2 separate regions of the Sus scrofa genome follow, and region 2 is linked to region 1. A link is a contact called in public Hi-C data. All regions are on one chromosome and are shown on one strand. The core of a region is the stretch at or near the end of the contact, and the rest is flanking DNA. Distances in the headings are between cores, read along the strand shown. Region 1 overlaps RAD51B (DNA repair protein RAD51 homolog 2). Region 2 overlaps RAD51B (DNA repair protein RAD51 homolog 2).

Region 1 (3,639 bases), core at 816-3,315:
GTCGTGGCTCAGTGGTTAACGAATCCGACTAGAAACCATGAGGTTGTGGGTTTGATCCCTGGCCTCGTTCAGTGGGTTAAGGATCCGGCGTGGCTGTGAGCTGTGGTGTAGGTTGCAAACACGGCTCGGATCCAGCATTGCTGTGGCTCTGGTATAGGCCGGTGGCTGCAGCTCCAATTAGACCCCTAGCCTGGGAATCTCCGTGTGCTGCAGGAGCGGCCCTAGAAAAGGCAAAAAGACAAAAAGACAAAAAAAACCAAAAAACTATATAGCTCTTTCTAAAGACTGAAATCTTAAATAAGTCTTAGGTGACTTTTGCTACAGATCTTCATGTTACCAGGTAGGGCCCTTAGTGGCATACCGATTACTCTAAAGCAGTGACTGGTGAAGGGATAGAGGTGGGTCTTGAATCTCCGAGTTCAGGTTAATTCCTCTGCACATTCTTTCCTCCTGCTTCTAAAATCGAAAATCTGGCTCTAGATCTGACAGAGAGATTCCCCCTGTAGAGATCTGAGGCATAGCTGAAATGTAAGCTGACGATCTGGCAAATAAGATGACTCAAGTAATTTTTTAACTTATGATTTAAAATGTTAATAAAATAGTTATTAAATACTAACCATGATCAAAATAAACATAAGACTGATATCTTCCGGTTAAAAGGGAGCAGCCACATGAGTATGTGAACAAACTATAATGAAAGGGAACAAACAGGGAATCCTTCTCATAAGAAGGATGAAAAGAAAGAGTGACAGGAGTCGAGAAGGTGGGGAGAGACTTCTCACCGGGGGACGCAGGGAAAGTGCCATTTGATCCGGGCCTGGGATGAAGGGCACCATTTGGTCATTGAAAGGTATGCGAAAGGTCATGGCAAATGGCAGAAGAGGTCCTGATATTGAAAGAACTTGGGTCTGTAGAGTATTTCAGAGGAGGGCCTTAAACTCTGGAATACTGGAAGTCACTCAAAAGTTAGCCGATCTGCATCTTTCTACAGTAACAGACTAGACATTTATATCAGGAATTCATTGGTCTTTTAAAAGGAGATCTTTGGGAAAAAAAACCAGGAAAAGGCCCCTGAGGAGTTCCCCTCATGGCTCAGTGGTAATGAATCTGACTAGTATCTGTGAGGACCTGGGTTCGATCCCTGGCCTCGCTCAGTGGGTTAAGGATGCAGCATGGCCATGAGCTGAAGTTGCAGACACGGCTGGGATCTGGCGTTGTTGCTGTGGCTGTGGCGTAGACAGGCAGCTGTAGATCTGATTCAACCCCCAGCCTGGGAACTTCCACATGCCACAAGGGTGGCCCTAAAATGCAAAAAAATAAATAAATAAAAATTAAAAAAAAGAAAAAGGCCCTTGAGCCTGAGCTGAGAGACACTGGAGGAAACATCCCCTCTTCATGCTGCATCTCATGTCTGCATAACCCCACCTCTCAAGCAGAAGATGCAAGGTGTCTCCACAGTACCATCCTGCCACTGAAGTTGATTCCTACAGCACAGGTTTTTACAATAAAAAAGAATATAGTTTGTCAGTGGAAACAGTCCAAGGTATTTGTGTGTGTGTGTGTGTTTCAAACTGTAGAGCTAAGTTTCAAACTGTTATTTAGAAGCTAAATTCTGCTAAAACACATCAAAGGGTATTTGGCCCCATTACAGAGAAAAGGAAAAGCCCTAATTCATACGCAACAGGGTTTAGGAAAAATCTTTATGAAAGACTTCTTAGCAAACTAGTGGAGTAAAAAGTAAAACCAAACAACAACCAAAAATTCCTCAAATGACGATGTGTCATCAAAGTCCATCCTGGTAGTTTCCCTTCAATTCCCTCACAGGCAGAAGAGACTCCACTAGATCTCACAGTTTTCCTACCCTGGAGAAAGGAGGCATTATGAGCCAAAACAGAGTCCTCTGATTTGTTCCATTTCTTCAAAAAACAAAAACAAAACAAAAAAAAACTACTCTTTTCCTGCCAGTTACTTTTCAACATGACTGACAAAGTTTTCCACTTTTCTGTTTATGTTTTCTAAGCCAAGAGCAAAGCTCAACTAAGGTTCAAATAAAAATTAATCAATATAGCAGATAAGCATATTGCTTTCATGTAAATTTAGCCAGTTATTGGGTGGCACATAGGGGTCACAGAGAAGTCTCCCTGCCTTGGAAATAAGGAAAATAAGATGACCTTCTGGGCTTAAGCTAGGTAATCAGCACTTACTGGCTCAAAGCACAATCACTCCCAACGAAAGGACAGGCTCTGTGCCTGGATTTGGGCAATAATCATCCATGAATGATTATTAGGTGAACTATTAGGTCAAAAGCTGATAGGGAACTTGGCAGTGGAAAGATCAGGCTACCATCATCTGAATCCACGGATCAATTTAAGCACCACTAAAGGTGGTACGAGCAGACACTATTGCCTTATGACCTGATAAAATAGGAAGTATACAGCACCACTGATAGAGTATTTTTGTCCAAAAATATCTAAATCCTAATCTAAATAACCACTAATTTATGGGGTATGGAAGAACAAGTTAATACCATGAGGGAGCTATCAGTCAATACTAGAAGGTGTGGCATTCTACATCCAATTTCTCCAACGAAGCAATGTCACAAATGAAGTAGCGGGGGCGGGGAGTGGCAGTGGTGGCTGTTGTAGATCAAAAGAAAGGGAATATAATAGCCAAAGACAATTTGTGGACCTTGTTTAGATCCTTATTCAAACCAACCAACGGTAAAATAACATCTTTGAGACAATCAGGGAACTCTGAATAGAGGCTACGGTAATATCCTTTGGGATATTAATGAAATGTTCATTTTGCTACGTGTGGTGAAGGCATGGCACTTACGGTTTCAAGTACCCTTGTTGATTTAAAGAGGGATGGTGGGTGGGGAAATATTTTCCAGAGATAAAACTAAAATCACATAGGGAGTTCCCATCATGGCGCAGGGGTTAACGAATCCGACTAGGAATCATGAGGTTGCGGGTTCGATCCCTGGCCTCGCTCAGCGGGTTAAGGATCCGGCGTTGCCATGAGCTGTGGTGTAGGTCGCAGACACAGCTCAGATTCCGCGTTGCTGTGGCTCTGGTGTAGACCAACAGCTACAGCTCTAATTGGACCCCTAGCCTGGGAACCTCCATATGCCGCGGGAGTGGCCCCAGAAATGGTAAAAAGACAAAAAAAAAAAAAAAAAAAAAACCTAAAATCTCATACAAGGGAGGGAGAGAGGAAGGGAGGAAGAAAGAAGGAAACATAAACATGGTACATAATCTTCAGTAGCTCACCATGAACACTTACATTGGCACAATAATGTGAATGTTAAATATAGTTTTAACTAAATAGTCAGATGTCTCCATACTGGAAAGAAGGGAAGAGTGACTAAGTCATCAGTGCTCATTTCCACAGACAGCATCTTCGATAAGAAAATCAAAAAGGTAGGTGGATGTATAAAGGGTACCGCTTTGCTGTGCACTTAAAACTAACACGACACTGTAAATTAACTAAACGTCAATACATATATTTTTTAAAAAGGATACTCAAGAGAGACAAATGGTGGCAGTAGTGCTTCCAGACCCAACTAGGGTTTCCAAGGGCCCTGATGGGTGTGACTTATGTGAGCACTCAGGTCACCTGACAGGTAGATTTGGACCG
Region 2 (3,427 bases), core at 107-2,606, 150 kb before region 1:
AATACTGCCATGCCATCTGGCAAATAGCTGCTCTTCCTAAGGCCCTAAGGGTTCCATTTTTTTCCCCCCAGCCCCAGGGCCCTCCTACAAGATCCAGTAACTAAGGAGTTACTGCCTGGCACAGTGGAGGGGGTGCTCCAGAACCCTCTTCCCCCATGGTCTGGCATCCGTCCTGCCTGGGCCTTTCCTTTACAGGACCAGTGCTGAAGTGTTTTTACTATTCTCCTGCCCATCACACTACAGGAGGACCCGTGGTTTCATCTTGCCAGTCCAACTAGGTTTTGAAAATTATGTTTTATTTGCCTTTGCATTTTCCAAAACCTAGTCCAGTACACAGTAGATGTTCAGTAAATGCCAGCTTGCTAAATGACCACATTTCCAAAATTATTACTAATTTCATCTGAGTTACTTATTTGATGCCATTTTGAACTGGAAAGAATATTTTACAGCCCATCATTAATGATTAAGTGAGACTAAACCAGAAAAGGCTGTATTTTTGTCATGGAAGAAATGACATCAAGGACCTTCATAAAGCTTAATATGTGGCAAAAAAAAAGCTGTGGCAAATGAAAACCCCTAAATGATTTTTTAATTGCTTTGAAGTTATTATTTTTAACTTTTTATCTGAACATTTTCAAAGAGCCTTAGAAACCAGAAAAGCTGTTGAATGTATGTTTCATGCTTTTTTCACTCTTCAGTAGTGGAGGTGAACACGGAAGAGGCCCACAGGGAACCAGGAAGAGAAAGAACAAACATAAAAGGAGGAAGAGGAAACACACAGGAATGGAATCATCCAGGAACGAGGTAGGGGGGGCCTGAATAATCAGAACTGGTCTCTACCTAGTGGGAGGATGTAGATACCAATTTAATAATAAAGGTTCTCATTAGTAAAATGTTCTGGCTTCACATTGGTACATAACTAGGAGCATCTGATGCAGGTATTTTTTAAATTATTTTTTCATTGAGGTATAGTTGGTTTACAACACTATATAAGTTTCAGGGGTATAACATAGTGATTCACACCTTTTAAAAGCTATACTCCATTTATAGTTATTATAAAATTTGCCTATATTCCTTGTGCTATATAAAATATCCTTGTAGTTTATTTACATTTATTTATATAGTCTATAGTAACCTATACGGGAAAAGAATCTGAAAAAGAATGGATATATGTATATGTACAACTGATTTACTCTGCTGTACTCCTGATGCATGAATTACTCAGTCCTCTTTCTGTTGCAAGTCACAGAAACGCAATTGAGACTAAACATTAAGGCAGTTTATTGGCTCACATAACTGGAATGTTCAGGGGTAACTGACCTCAGGCGCAGCTGGATCCAGAGTCTCATCATTTGATGACCTTGGAACTTCCCCTCTGCCCCATGGAATCTCTTGGTTTTGTTTATCTCTGGGTTGACTTCACTGTCATTCTCAAGTGGGTCCTGGTGGACAGTGGCAAAGATGGCCAACCAAGAGCTCCCAGCTTACATTCTAACCTCTTTAGCAACTCTGTTCCAGCAGAGTCCTGGGTTGACTCTAAATCAGCTGCTCAAACCACTTCTACAGCAAGGACATATGATCCCTCTGTTGGTCAGACCTCTATCCACTGGGTGAGACACAGGCTGAAAATTGAAGAGAGGTGTTCCGTTATAAGAAAAAATGGGCTCAGTCACTTTAGAGTTAGACCTGAGTTTGACTTCCTTTTCTACCACTTACTAGTTGTTTTGGCTTCAGAGAGGTTTTTAAACCTCTAAGCCTATTCCCCCCACTGTAAAATCAGGGTAATAATTATACCCACTTCATAGTGTTACTGTAAAAACTCACCTCACAGCATATTGTAAGGATAATGTTAGTATAGCTCTTATCATGCGCCTGTTACCAAAAAGGGCAGCTGTTAATGTCATCATCAGTATTCCTTGGGGCAGCTGTAGAGAGCCAAAAGGTACCCCATGAAGGCCTCTTCCTACAGAAATGAATAGGAAACAGGGTGCACAGCCATAACCTGGATGCAAAACACAGCCTACAGCCTCACTTTTCAGCCCCTCTGGAGTCCATTGGCTTGATCTTGGCAGTTGAACAGAATCCCCACTTCCAATTTCTTAAACTCTTCTCAGCCCAACACCACATGTGTTTGCCTTTGCTATACAAGTTCAGCAGAACGGATAATCCCACCCGTTCACCAAAGCAATCACTTTCTATATATCTGCTCAGGACTTTGGAAAAGCCCTACTTCTGGCTTTCTCAATAGAAGAATGATATAACTTGAAAACAGCCAATGCCTACTTACAATTTCAAGGGAGTCAGCAATTAAGAATGCTAACTATACCATTCCCAATAATTTTATCTTCTCTGACCTAGTGATATAGACTGCAGAAGAAGGGATTCAGGAAACTCAGTCTATTTTAAGACATATCTGCAGAGTTGTAACTTAACTTACTGAATAGTAATTAAGGACAGCAACAACTAGCAATGACTTAACCTCTTTGTGCCTTAGTTCCCTCATCTGTAAAATGGGGATAAGAGCACCTACCTTACAAAAATGTGATGCTTGAATGGATAATTACATGTATCATGGTAAATGGTTAAGCACTTGATAAATGTTAGCACGACTACACTGGAAACCAGTAAATTGGTGGTCTTACTGGTCCTTTGATAAGTAATAGATCTTTTCATTTTGAGAGAAGGAAAATTTAAGAGAGCTGGCCAAGCATACAGGTTTAGAGCTGTATGAAGCTGGGAAGAGAATTTAGTGGCCTCTTCTCCTAACTTGTCCCTTTGTTGTAAGCCTTGTGGGACAGCTTTGAGCCTGAAAGCAGAGTGTGAATATGGGAAGACATCCTGAAGTTCTAGTTTGTTGTTGGCTTTGGGCTCCATAATGAAGGTCTCTGCCTACCTCTGAACCTCATAAACAGAGACTTGAGAGGAAAAATTTGCCAAAGTTCAACTGCATATCAAAGAAAGCCACAGAGCCAGAGCGCTCCCTAAGGACCCACATAGCTGCTTTGTCTACTGCCAAGCCATGGCCCTAATGCATGGATACGCCTGTGAGCCAAGAGCCAAAGCCACAAAGTTCCACCAGTTCATTTAGCCTTGGCATTTCAACATACTGAGAGATCTGTGATTTGGGTTGCTGTCTCATTGTTAAGGGGTAAAAACAGAAACATCTTTGTCATCGGAAAACTGCTTTACTAAAATCACTACCACTACCCCAGCCCCACCCCGAACCCTACCGTGAGAATAGCTCTACTGCCTTATGTGAGGAAATGGAGCAAATACCGGCTTTTCCCCACTTGTGAACCCTGATCTCTTTGCGGCCAGCCTTTCTCACGGACTGACTTGGATGGGTCAGTTTCTGCATCCCCAAGGTAGGTTCAGCCCTGCAGCTGATGCCACCAATGCTGAATGTGGTCTAATTCTATCTCAATCC

The links. A called contact is a pair of places that touch in the nucleus more often than the background predicts.
Region 2: a contact with region 1 is called in a Hi-C map of liver, with 3 times the contacts expected there. The contact joins two enhancer-like sites. A contact is called at or near these places in 2 of 47 Hi-C or Micro-C datasets (embryonic fibroblasts and liver) and 1 of 2 datasets of contacts at active chromatin or transcription factors (alveolar macrophages).

What each region holds. Positions count from the first base shown.
Region 1 is chr7:91,995,012-91,998,650 of Sscrofa11.1, reverse strand. All of the region lies in intron 8 of RAD51B (DNA repair protein RAD51 homolog 2), which reads right to left. Among named protein-coding and RNA genes, the nearest start is that of RAD51B, 400 kb to the right of the region's middle. Within about 2 kb of position 2,065, at least 3 of the 83 cell types and tissues checked have an H3K27ac peak or open chromatin away from gene starts, as enhancers often do. A contact at or near this core is called in liver, where this site is marked.
Region 2 is chr7:92,143,105-92,146,531 of Sscrofa11.1, reverse strand. All of the region lies in intron 10 of RAD51B (DNA repair protein RAD51 homolog 2), which reads right to left. Among named protein-coding and RNA genes, the nearest start is that of ZFP36L1, 350 kb to the left of the region's middle. Within about 2 kb of position 1,356, at least 2 of the 83 cell types and tissues checked have an H3K27ac peak or open chromatin away from gene starts, as enhancers often do. A contact at or near this core is called in liver, where this site is marked.